Linked DNA regions of Oryctolagus cuniculus: region 2 is linked to region 1. The links are chromatin contacts, called in public Hi-C maps. All regions are on one chromosome and are shown on one strand. The core of a region is the stretch at or near the end of the contact, and the rest is flanking DNA. Distances in the headings are between cores, read along the strand shown. Region 1 holds the start of LOC127490646 (collagen, type I, alpha 1b-like). Region 2 has its middle 86 kb from the start of NR3C1.

Region 1 (5,569 bases), core at 790-3,289:
TTCAAAAGGCCACTTCAACTTACACATACGAAAAAGCCCCTGAATCTCTGGAGAACAAATACAAATAGGTGAACACTTACAGCCATCAATCGATCTCAAGTGCACCACTCTTAAGAAACAGAAAATCCTCCGACTCACCTTGAATAGCCGTTGGAAAACACCGACCGGCCAGGGAAGTTCATAGTCCCCAGGGAAGTCAAGTTGTCATCTCCAGACCCTTGGCAGCGATTCCAATTTTCTGAACCAACAGGAATTGGCGGAATGACATTAAAAAGAGGCTTCTGCTCCTGCTGCTGTGCGTTCATGTCATAGTGGTACATCTGTCCTCCGGAGGTACTCACGCCATGAACAGAAATGGCAGATATTTTATTACCAATTATATTTGCCCCAGAAAAGCTTGCCTGACAGTACACTGGGCCCAGTTTCTCTTGCTTAATTACCCCAGGGGTGCAGAGTTCGATGAAATCTTCCTTCTCGGTTTTCACTTGGGGCAGTGGTACATTGTTGGAGTTTGATAAGATCAGATCTCCATTATCCTTAATTTTAGGTTTCGTGTCCGGTAAAATAAGAGGCTTACAGTCCTCGCTCGAATTCCCTTCCAAAAGGAATGGATCATCTTCTCCCGCCAAAGGAGAAAGCAGACAGTTCTCGTCCACCAACAGGTCTGACCTCCAAGGGCTCTCGCTCCTGTCTTTACTTGGGGACCCAGAAGAAAACTCCAAATCCTGCAAAATGTCAAAGGTGCTTTGGTCTGTGGGGTGCAACTTGGCACTGCCGGCGCTGCTGCCAGTCTGGCCCTTCGGATTCTGCCGTTCGGAGGCCAGGTCAGAGTGAGTTTTTGGAAACCCCTCTGTGGGGGCGGCAGACCCAGCAGCAGGCGCTGTGCTCCTGGGGTTGTCTGCAGCACTAGCCGACCTGTTGAGGCTCGCGATGCTTTCTTCCAGAAGCCGGAAGTCCGTTTCCCCAGAGGAAAGGCTGGTTTGGCCCTGCTGCGGGAAAGCCAGGTCACTGCCCATCACTTTGGTTTCTGTCTCGCCCATATACAATCCCATCGAGAGTGACACTGCTCTGGACAGATCCGGCTGCTGGGCATTGCTGGCTGAGCCTTTCGGAAAGTCCACCGCGAGTCTCTGCTGCTTGGAGTCCGGCTGCGCAGCAGGAGCCAGTGAGGGAGAAGATGCAGGCACCCTCACAGGAGCTCCTCCCCTTAGGGTTTTGTACAAGTCCATCACATTCCCGCGCTCCGCCGGCCTGAGCACACTGCTGGGGACCTCCTCTCTACCCGGGGGACTTAATGATTCTTTGGAGTCCATCAGTGAATATTAGCTACAAAAAAAAAAAAAAAAAAAAAAAAGGGTGGGGTGGGGTGGGGGTTGGGACATGGTAAGCTATAACCTCACATTGTCTCCGCGATCCGATTAGTAACAGCTTGTTAAATGAACCTTTTAGTTAACTCTGGAACAAATTCTTCGTTACCAGCAGAGAAGTTTCTACCCCGCAGAACAGAAAGCCCCGTCCCTGCTCCCACTCAGTGCACCCCATTCCAAAGTGCAGTGCAGTCCACCGCACAGGCAAGGGCAGAATTGAATGGGACGAAGCTGGGCTATTCAGCCTGCCACTCCCTGAACGTGCTGCCTTGCGCATCGCCGACATTCTAACTCACTACAGCTGAGTATTCTGAAGGTTCAGATTGATGTCAAAGTATTTCATTTAAACAGTGTGTTCCCATCAAAATTCCTCTCCTCTCAATCAAGGTGGTTTGCTTTTCTGAGCACCAACACAGCTAACATTTGGTGAACACTAAGCTCGAATTCTCTAGCCCCTAATTTCCCCCAAATTCAACCTCCCCTACCAGCTACTCACAGCTCCAGCCCTTTTCAGTACAATCTACTGGTGAACCAGGCACGTTTTATTAAAAAACAAACAACGCTGACGTGCTCCTTATCGTCTACGGGCTGGCAAAAAGCTCCTATTTTTAAATGCGTATTCCTGACCTGCTACATCTAATAGTGCCCACCTCCACATTTTAAATATATAAAATGAGGTAAGTTGTATACGGGCCAACTAAAACTTAAGATTTAAAAAAAAGCTCAACAAAATGTGTTGTAGCTTCCCACGACACTGTAGTTTATAGTTATCTGGTCCTTATAACTTCCCAACATCTAGATGAAACCTTATCGTTTTTTTTAAAAAAAATTTGCTTAAGACCCTCAGTACGAACCCCGATTTCTTCTCTCAAGAGTCCGCCTTTCCAAACACCGAGAAACAGAAGAGCGCAGAGCTGCAGGATCACGCCGGACCCCAGGAGCGGCAGTCCCCAGGCAGGGGCGCAGCCAGACCGGCGCGCAGTCCGTGCTCGGGACGCCAGGGCTGCCCCGAGCGCTCCGGGGACACGGCGGGCCAATCCCGTGCAACCCAAGAAAACTTTTTCCCCGCACGCGGACGTCAGCGCGGATGCAGAGCTGGGTGGGGGCCCGCACACCTCCCGCGGGCCGCGGCTTCCCCGCCCGCCCGCCTTCCTCGGGCAGCGATCTCCCAACACCGCGCGCCGATCGCAGCCTAATGAATTTCCCCGCCGCTTCCCTGACAGCTGCCTTCCAACCCGAAACCAAAACAATACCTCAGGCGGCGAAACGCCCCCTCCAGCGAGACCCGAACCCCCCGCGCGAAGACCGCAAACAGCCCCGCCACGCTCCGGGGGCCCGCGCGAACCACGCCGAGGGGGCGTCTCTCGCCGGGGGCTGCGGAGCCCCCCGCGCCGAGCCAGCACTTGCCACAAACCGCAGCACCCACCTCGGCCCGGGCGGGGAGGGTCTCTCTTCCCACAGGGGGCCCCCGCGCCGCGGCGCGAGCCGAGCGCGACGCGTCCAGACCTGTTGCGTGCTCCCCGACACGCCCACTCGCTCCGATAACACCAGCCCGGCCGAAGTCTCGGCGGTTGCGGGCGCGCTCGCCCTCGCCCCCGCGCGCTCAGCCCCGCACGCCCGCCACAAACGCTGCGCACCGGGACCGGAGGGGAAACCTGCGGGCGAGGAGAACCCGCGGGCGAGCAGAGCCCAAGCGCGGCTCGGCGCTCACCTCAACAAAAATTTTTTTAAATAAATAAATAAATAAATAAAAAACACACAAAACCGGGGTGTCGAGGCGGCCCCTTTGGGGGGAAAAGCCAACGAGACTGGGGTGCGGGGGAGGAGAAGGGGCACGAAAAAAGGCCGGGATTCCCGCCGGGGAGCCACCGGCTTGTCAACCCTAGGCCGCTCGAGGAGGCTCCCCTCGCTGCCACCGCTCCGGTTCCTCCCCCTCGGCCCGGCCGGGCGACGGCGACGGAGGGAGAGGAAGAGGCCAGCGCTGTCACCCGCGCGCTGCCCTTTCGTCACCGTCGCCTGGCCCTCGCCAGCCCCCACCCCCGCTGCCCGGGCTAATAAAAGTTTGCGGGCGCCCGCGGCGGCCCCCGGACTCGGGCCCGGGTCCGCGGCGGGTGGCACCTCGGGGAGCGAGCGCTCGCGCCGCCCCAGCCCCCACCCCGGCCGCCCGGCCGCCCGCTTCTTACCTCGGGCAGCGGCGCCGCTCTCCCGCCGCCGATCGCAGCTCCCGCCGCAGCCCAGATAAACAACTTAGCGTGTGAAAGCCGGAGGAGCAGGAGCAATTTGTGTGTTTTTTTTTTCTTCTAAAAAATGCAAGTAAACAGCCGCCCCCTTCTCCATAGGGGGAGGGGAGGGGAGAGCCCCTATTTGAGAAAGTCTCCCATTTCCCCTCGCTGACAGGCCGGCTGCCCGCCCCGCTCCGGGCTCCGCGGCTCCGAGCCCCCGCGCGCGCGCGCGCGCGTGCCCCCAGTCCCCGGCGCCCCGCCGCGGCGGCCGCTCCGGCGGCGGCGTCTCGTCGCTCCCACTTAGAAACCGTCCCCGACGGGCGGGCGGTGACTCGGGCTCCAGTCACAGATTCGAGCTCGCAAAATGGAGGAGGAGGAGGAGGAGGAGGAGGAGGAGGAGTGGGAGGAGGAGGGGAGGGAGCGCGGACTCGCGAAGGGCCGCCCGGCCGCGGCGGGCGAGCGGGACCGAGCGGGGGGCGGGCGGAGGCGGCGCCACAGCGCGCACACACTCGCACACACGCGCTCCCACTCCGCCCCCGGCCGCTCCCCGCCCGAGGGGCCGCGCGGCCGCCGCGGGGAACGGTGCAACCTGTTGGCGACGCTCGGCAACTGCAGGGGCGCCCGCAGCTCCCGCCCCCACGCCCCGCCGCCCGGCCCGACGGCGCCTGCACGCCCGCGGCCCCCCGCATGACCCCGCGAGAGCGGCCCGCGCCACCCGGAGCCTTGCGGGCTTCTCGGCGCCCCCACCCAGGAAGAAGTGCAGCGGCGGCGGCGGCGGCCGACCTGATCTCTGCCGGGCGGGCTGAGGGGGGAAACCGAGTTCCTCTAGTTTCTCTTCTCGCTGCCTGCCGCCCGCCCCCGCGCAGCGCCGCGCCTCCGGACCCACTCGTGGAGCTCGTCCCCGTCCCCGGGCGGCCAGCGCCCCTGCGGGTGACAGCGGCGGTCGGGGAGGGCCAGGGCGCGGCCCGCAGCGGGGCCGCGGGGAGCGCCGCTCGCCGCCCCCGGCCGGGGTGGGCAAAGTCTGTCACTTGGAGAGGGGCTCCGAGGCTGCGCGGGAACCGTGCCGCAGCGTCTCGGCCGCGCTCGGGGCCGGGGGGCCGGACACACCCTCCGGGAGGCTGTGGACAGCGGAGGGGAGGGCAGAGGGGCTCAGTGCATACGTACTCTGGGCCCGGGGGTGTCGCGTGGCTGCGGGTGTCCCACCCCCGCATCGTCCGGGCGGCACGGTCTGCAGCCGCCGCGCTCTCGCACCGGGAGAGAAGTTGCAAAGCAGAACCCACCCTCCCCCGCGCCCCGGCCGTCCCCCACCCTCCTCCCGGAGTCTGCGAGGCGGCGGCGGCGGCGGCGGCGGCGGCAGAAGGAGGCGCCGCCTGCCAAGTTCAACCCCCAGCCCTCCCTCCGGGCCTCCCTCCCGGCGCGCTCACACTCGAAGGAAGTTGCACGCCAAATGCAAAACCTCCGGCGAGCTGGGTTTCTCTCTGCACTTTTTAAAAAATCATGATGAAGAAAAAAAAAAAAAGCAGGGAGTGGCAGACCCAAAAAAGCAAGTCGCAACCCAAACAGCAAGTTGCTGGCCGAGGGCGCCCCTCGCCCCATCCCAAACTCCTGACCTCTCCTTCCGCCCCCTCCGGGGCCCACGGCCAAGTTCCCCGCGGAGGCCCCTCCCCCGAATCCTGACATTTGCCGCCCTCTAGCCCGGGCACCGCTCACCCTCTCGCGTTCAGGGAACCTCTGCCCCTCCACATAAAACAAAACACACGCAGCTTTAAAATGTCAGCGTTCAACTCCTTCCAGCTGTTCCCGTTACGCGCCGCTCCCCCCGCCCTCGGGCTGAGGGAAACACGTGGCCCGTCCCCGAGGAGCGGCGAGGAGTGAGGGGCGTGCTTGGGACCAGGGCTGCTGGCGCGGGGTGTCCCCCGCCCCGGCGCAGGCTCCGGCGCACCGGGACCGAAGCCCCCTACCTTGCGCGGCGCACAGTGT
Region 2 (5,894 bases), core at 1,737-4,236, 85 kb after region 1:
TGTCAGCAAAGTCTTCTAGGAGCTCTTTCAGAAATAGTGTTCTCCCTGTCACCATGGACAGAGCAACATGGTTGCACTCTTCTACCTCCTCTTCCTGCTTAGAACTTGGGTGGGATGTCTAGAGTTCTGACTGGCACTTTGCAACTCCGAGGTTTGGAAAAGGCCAAGGGGGCCACAGAGATGCCAGCTGACATCACGGCACTACTGACTCAATGCCAGAAACTGCCTGTGCTACACAAAGACCAGTAAGCACCATTTCCAATCACATGGATTGCCATCGTGAAAACCACTCTCGGCTGGCGCCACGGCTCACTAGGCTAATCCTCCGCCTTGCGGCGCCGGCACACCGGGTTCTAGTCCCGGTCAGGGTGCCAGATTCTGTCCCGGTTGCCCCTCTTCCAGGCCAGCTCTCTGCTGTGGCCCAGGAGTGCAGTGGAGGATGGCCCAAGTCCTTGGGCCCTGCACCCCATGGGAGACCAGGAAAAGTACCTGGCTCCTGCCATCGGATCAGCGTGGTGCGCCGGCTGCAGTGTGCCGGCTGCGGCGGCCATTGGAGGGTGAACCAACGGCAAAGGAAGACCTTTCTCTCTGTCTCTCTCTCTCACTGTCCACTCTGCCTGTCAAACAAACAAACAAACCACTCTCGCTACCATGATAGTCCTTACTAAGTCCCCACATCCTGCTCCAGCTTGTCAATATCCCCTCAGTGAAGTGCCTCACACTGAAGGCTCTACTCCCGGGAAATCAGGTTCTTATCAAGTATAGAGAGGTTATCACCATTCTCATTTTTAACGTACATATTCATGAGACCCTGCTTCAAGATTCAACTTGCTGCTTTGGTAGCTTTATATAACACAGGTGATTCATGTTCAACTTACTGTCAGCTCAGGTCCCAGCCTTGTTAGCTACTAGGTCAGTGCTCATGAAGAGGCGTCCCTTACAGTAGGTAAGTAGGATGTATAATCCATTATGGACAAGCAGAGGTGCACAGAGGGGAGCCTGCTTTCCCTAAGCTGAACAAGCCCCAGGATTCCCTTGGCCTTTCTTGCCTCTAAGGACTCAGTCTCCTTGGGGGGCCAGCCTATACCCACGTTTGCAGTTTTGCTCCTAGCTGATGGGCCCAGGTGTGAATACATGTCTGGAGCTGGGCTAATCGCATTTTCTCTCTGCAGTGCTTTCCAGATCAGAAACTGGCTCAATGCTTTCAGAGTTGGAAGCTGGCTCTGATTTCTAAAGAATTTACTGCAATGGATGTAGAATGAGACTCAGTCCAAATATTATTTCAGGGACCTGTTTATCTCATAGAGCTGGTATGCACAGGTCGTTAGGGATGAGAGTGGAGCATGCTTCTGCAGATTGCTGTGGCCACCACGTGCCACGCTGCCACCTCACCTGCCCCATCCTGGCCCCGCACTACTGTGCAGCAAGCACTCCATGCTGTCAAGTTTCTGTCTCTGCATTCAACCTAATGTTCTTCTTCCTTCCTCCCTTGAAGGACTGGTGTGCTACCACATCTCTTACCATGGACAAAGTGTTTTTTTTTTCCCTAAGTAACATATACTCATGTCTATGCATCTGTAAGATCTACAAAACGAAAGCAATGGGAAGATAATACTGTAAATTCCAAGGTAGAGAAACATTTAACAAACAAGTTGATTGCAAGCTATTAGGGACTAGTTACATTTTTTCCTTTTGGGAATATTGGAGTTTTTAAGGCAGTTGTCATGAATGGTAGAATTCAAGCATTAGAGAGAAAGGTTCTAGGGCAAGTGCCTCTCTGGTAGCAAAGTGACAATACCCAAGGTGTCGGCTATAACACTTTATGGAGCTAGTCTTCAGCATTTTAGTTTATGGAACAAAATAGGTGGATGTTGTAATTCTTTAACATTTATTTTTATTTATTTTAAAGGCAGAGAGAGAGGGAGGGAAAGATAGAGATCTTCCATCTATTAGTTCACTCCCCAAATGCTGAAGTGACTGGTTCTGGGCCAAGTCAAAGCCAGGAGCCTGGAACCCCATCCAGTGGGTGGCAGGGAGCAAAGCATTTGGGCTGTCTTCCTCTGCTTGTCCCTGGAGCATTAGTAGGGAGCTGGATCAGAAATGGAGCAGCCAGGACTTGCACTGCACTCTGATACGGGATGCTGGGAGTGCAGGTGGCAACTTAACCCCCTGCACACAGCATGGGCTGCAGGGATGTTGCACTTTCTTTCATTACTAAAGAGTGCAGTGAACTTTTTCTTCTGAGAGAGCCTTCTGAGTGAGCGACAAGTTTTAGATCACAAGAGCCCTCAAATATCAATTTTCATTAGCTGAAATGGTCTGACATTTTATTTCTTGGTGTAGTAGTTTCGAAGAGCAGTGATTGTTCTTTGTCACTGGATGGAAAAACAAAATAGTTAATTTCCATAAAGACCTCTGTGCACAGCAACAACCCTCATTGATGATTAACCCCATTCAGAGCTGGGTATGGAATTCAACTAACATCTTGTTTTTCTACAGGAAATGTTTAAATCTCTCCCATGTTGCTGACTGTCACTGGGGACTAAGAAAATTTTAGAATGTTAGAAGAAGATAGACAGGTTTCTTGGAAGCAAATAAAACTTTCTATTAGGTCAAAATGAACACACAGGGAGCCCCTGTGGGTTCTGCATTAAGCACAGCCGTACAGAAAATACAGATTGAGGCAATTAGCCCCTTCCGATTTTATGCAAGCAGTAGCAGCGGGCAGTATGCCAAGAGAGATGATTAAGGATTAAGCAGCAGCATGGGAACTTGATCAGAAGCTCCAAACCTTTTTGCCAGCACCTGCTATTTCTACATCACCACCTCCTCGATTGTGAAAGATGGAGGCCCTCTCCCAGACCCCACCCTTAGTCCACTTACTGCTTGAGGGAAAGTTGAGGAAGACGAGGATTCCGTCTCCACTAACTTCTAATAGGGAACACAGCCAAGACCGGCAGGAAGAAGCACGCTCATTTCCAACCTTTTTGGCAAGCTCAAGTGGGAGCAAAAGCCACTGCCAATTCTATTTTTTACTGCAGATTTAGAAAGGGTTGTGTCTACACATGCAAAGGGAAGTGCACTATGCGCTAGGTGAATTTAAGCTGCACCACAATTTTTTTTTTTTTTTAATAAGAAAAAGCCAAATCCTTTGGTGGGCTATCCTGATGGTTGTTTTCTAAGTGGAAGGGCCAAATTGGGAAGGGAGAGTGGAGCGAAACAGTTTCTTCTGCAGTTGCCTGCGTGCTCCCCAGCCTCACGTTTCTCACTCCGCCCCTCTCAGTCTGGCCAATCAGAGACCATCCCTGCAGCCTTTCGTTGTGACGCTGGGAGGGAAGAGCGAAACACTCTTTCTTCCCCATCAGGAACTGAGCTGAACCCCTTCACGGAGTGGAACCTGACCTGAGCAGCACTTTGATAGTTTGAGCTGAATAACTATGGAGAGAGCAGAGAGGGAGGCGTGAGAATGAGAGCTCGGGAATGCAACACTGATTCTAGCTGTGTCATTTGCTCAAATGAGACGTGAACGTGATGGATGTAGTTTGAAGACAAGTGCGTACACCTGGGACTTCAAAGCTACTACAGTTTGGTAAAAGAGCAGCTCGGTCACTTAGAAAAAAAGTCCACAGTACTTACGTGTCTTTCTTGGAGAGATACTGGCACGAAGAGTTACAAATGTCTCTGGAGGAAGCTCATAGAACAGCCGTGCTAATATACTACTAAGATACCAGGACTATTTTGCTTTGGTCTACAAAATCCCTAATTGGTAGCTGCTCCTACTATGATTTTTCAAAGACTCAGAGAGCTTAAAGCTTACCAAAGGTCACCACCAGTTAGGGGTAGTACAGGGATTCAAACCCGGCTTGTGGGGCTGCCAGCTTGCCAGTACCATGATGGCAATGTTATCTGGCCAACAGAGGGAGGATTGCAGTTCCCTGGGCTGATGGAAGACAGAAAGGAGAGGACCAAGAAAGGACTGAACGATTGAGGACTTAGAAATGTTTAGCAATTATCCATCTATCTCTGTCTCTCGTCTATCTACCTGCAGAAGGCTGTATCCAGTTACAAATGCTCACTTCTACAAGACTCTCTGCTAATGCTGTGTCTCATTTGGTCTTTGCTTCAGACTACAACATGGGCACTATTACCCCATTTTACAGATGGGGAAACGGATACTCAAAGATCACAGAGCAGATTAGAGGTAGACCCAAGCTTTAACATTTTGTTTGTCAGGCTCCAAACTCACCATTGTGAACAATTTACAACTGCTGCCCTGCTAAGAATTTCCAAAATTGTTCAGGTTCTCTCTCGTCTAATCAGTGAAAGTTTTCCAAGAGCCTATTTCCTCCAGATATTTAAAAAGTCAACTATACCCATGAGAGTATTTCAGGCATGGAAAGCCAAGACACTTTAGCAAGAAAACAAACAAACAAACAAACAAAAAACACACACAAAAAACCAAAACAACAAAAAAACAAAACCTAAATGAAAGATCTCCGCAAGTGAGATCCCAGTGGAAAGAACAGGTCATCAAAGAAGGAAGTACCTTTCTCTGAAGGGAGGAGAGAACTTCCACTTTGACTATGACCTTGTCTAAATATGATCAGAGTCGGTGAACTCAAAAGGCTTCCATAGCCTTGGCAACTCATGACAAGAGCCTAGGGTGATTACTGATGCCATAAACAAGAATGTCAATTTGTTAAGTCAACAACAGGAGTCACTGTGCACTTACTCCTCATGTAGGATCTCTGTCCTTAATGTGCTGTACATTGTGATTTAATGCTATAACTAGTACTCAAACAGTATTTTTCACTTTTTTTTGTGTGTGTGCGCAAACTGTTGAAATCTTTACTTAATATATGCTAAACTGATCTTCTGTATATAAAGAGAATTGAAAATGAATCTTGATGTGAATGGAAGGGGAGAGGGAGCAGGAAAGGGGAGGGTTGTGGGTGGGAGGGAAGTTATGGGGGGGAGGAAGCCATTGTAATCCATAAGCTGTACTTTGGAAATTTATATTCATTAAATAAAAGTTAAAAAAAATAAAAAGTCAACTATAAATTTTCCCTTAAACTTCGTGTTCAAAAGATCATATGAAATTCTTCAAAAAGTTTTTTGGAAAATAGAATTAAAAGATAAGTTTTTTTGTGTGTAAAATGATTTGAACTCCACTCATATTTTTCCACACACCACACACGTTTTCTATGAATTTCTGAAGACTCCTTGTAGATAGAGAAACAGTCATTATTTAGTTAGTATTAGATTGAACAGCCTTGGGGTGGGTGTTCGGGGCACAAGTTAAGATGCTACTTGGGGTGCTCACATGCCGTAGCCAAGTGCCTCATTTGAGCCTTGGCTTTTCTGATCTCCTTGCAGGTGTGTGCCTTGATTGGCAGCAGGTGATGACTGCTGTGCTTGGGTTCCTGGCACCCACGTGGGAGACCTGGATTGAGTTCTGGGCTCCTGGCTTCAGCCTGGCCTACTCCTTGCTATAGCCAGCATTTGGGAACTGAACCAGAGAATGGAAGATCTCACTTTATCTGTGTGTCTCCATCTCTCTTCTTCTGCCTTCCCAATAAAAAAGAAAACAAGTTTAAAAAAATTAATCCTTTTTAAAATTAGGCTTTTAATATTCTAGTCTTTTTAACTGAAGAGTATTTAGGTCAAAAGTCCAAGTAACCAAAAAAGATTAAAAAACCTCCACTCCAAGGAATCCAGCTCTCCTCCCCAGGGCTCACGACTGCAGAAGTTCCTGTAATGCTTCCTTAGATTGATGTTGGCTATAACCTGGTGGATGGCTATATCCTTATTTTGGTACCTGATGTTTCTTCTAGATCCAGAACTTGACAATCTTCTCTGTTAGTGCATATTGCATTCCCTCACCGGTTAAACAG

Evidence for each region. Hi-C and Micro-C count contacts between places; a contact is called where the count stands out from the background.
Region 2: a Hi-C map of an unstated tissue shows a contact between it and region 1, with 2.2 times the contacts expected there. The contact joins the enhancer-like site here to the promoter of LOC127490646 in region 1. A contact is called at or near these places in 2 of 6 Hi-C or Micro-C datasets (liver and an unstated tissue).

The regions. Positions count from the first base shown.
Region 1 is chr6:30,842,649-30,848,217 of mOryCun1.1, forward strand. LOC127490646 (collagen, type I, alpha 1b-like) reads left to right here and starts at 2,040. Exons shown (of 4, transcript XM_070075913.1): 1 at 2,040-2,044; 2 at 2,241-3,045; 3 at 3,254-3,619; 4 at 3,707-5,080. The coding sequence starts at 2,040. The coding sequence ends at 5,080. NR3C1 (nuclear receptor subfamily 3 group C member 1) reads right to left here and starts at 1,313. Exons shown (of 8, transcript NM_001082147.1): 1 at 139-1,313. The coding sequence starts at 1,313.
Region 2 is chr6:30,927,030-30,932,923 of mOryCun1.1, forward strand. No RefSeq gene overlaps it. Among named protein-coding and RNA genes, the nearest start is that of NR3C1, 86 kb to the left of the region's middle. Within about 2 kb of position 2,987, at least 6 of the 8 cell types and tissues checked have an H3K27ac peak or open chromatin away from gene starts, as enhancers often do.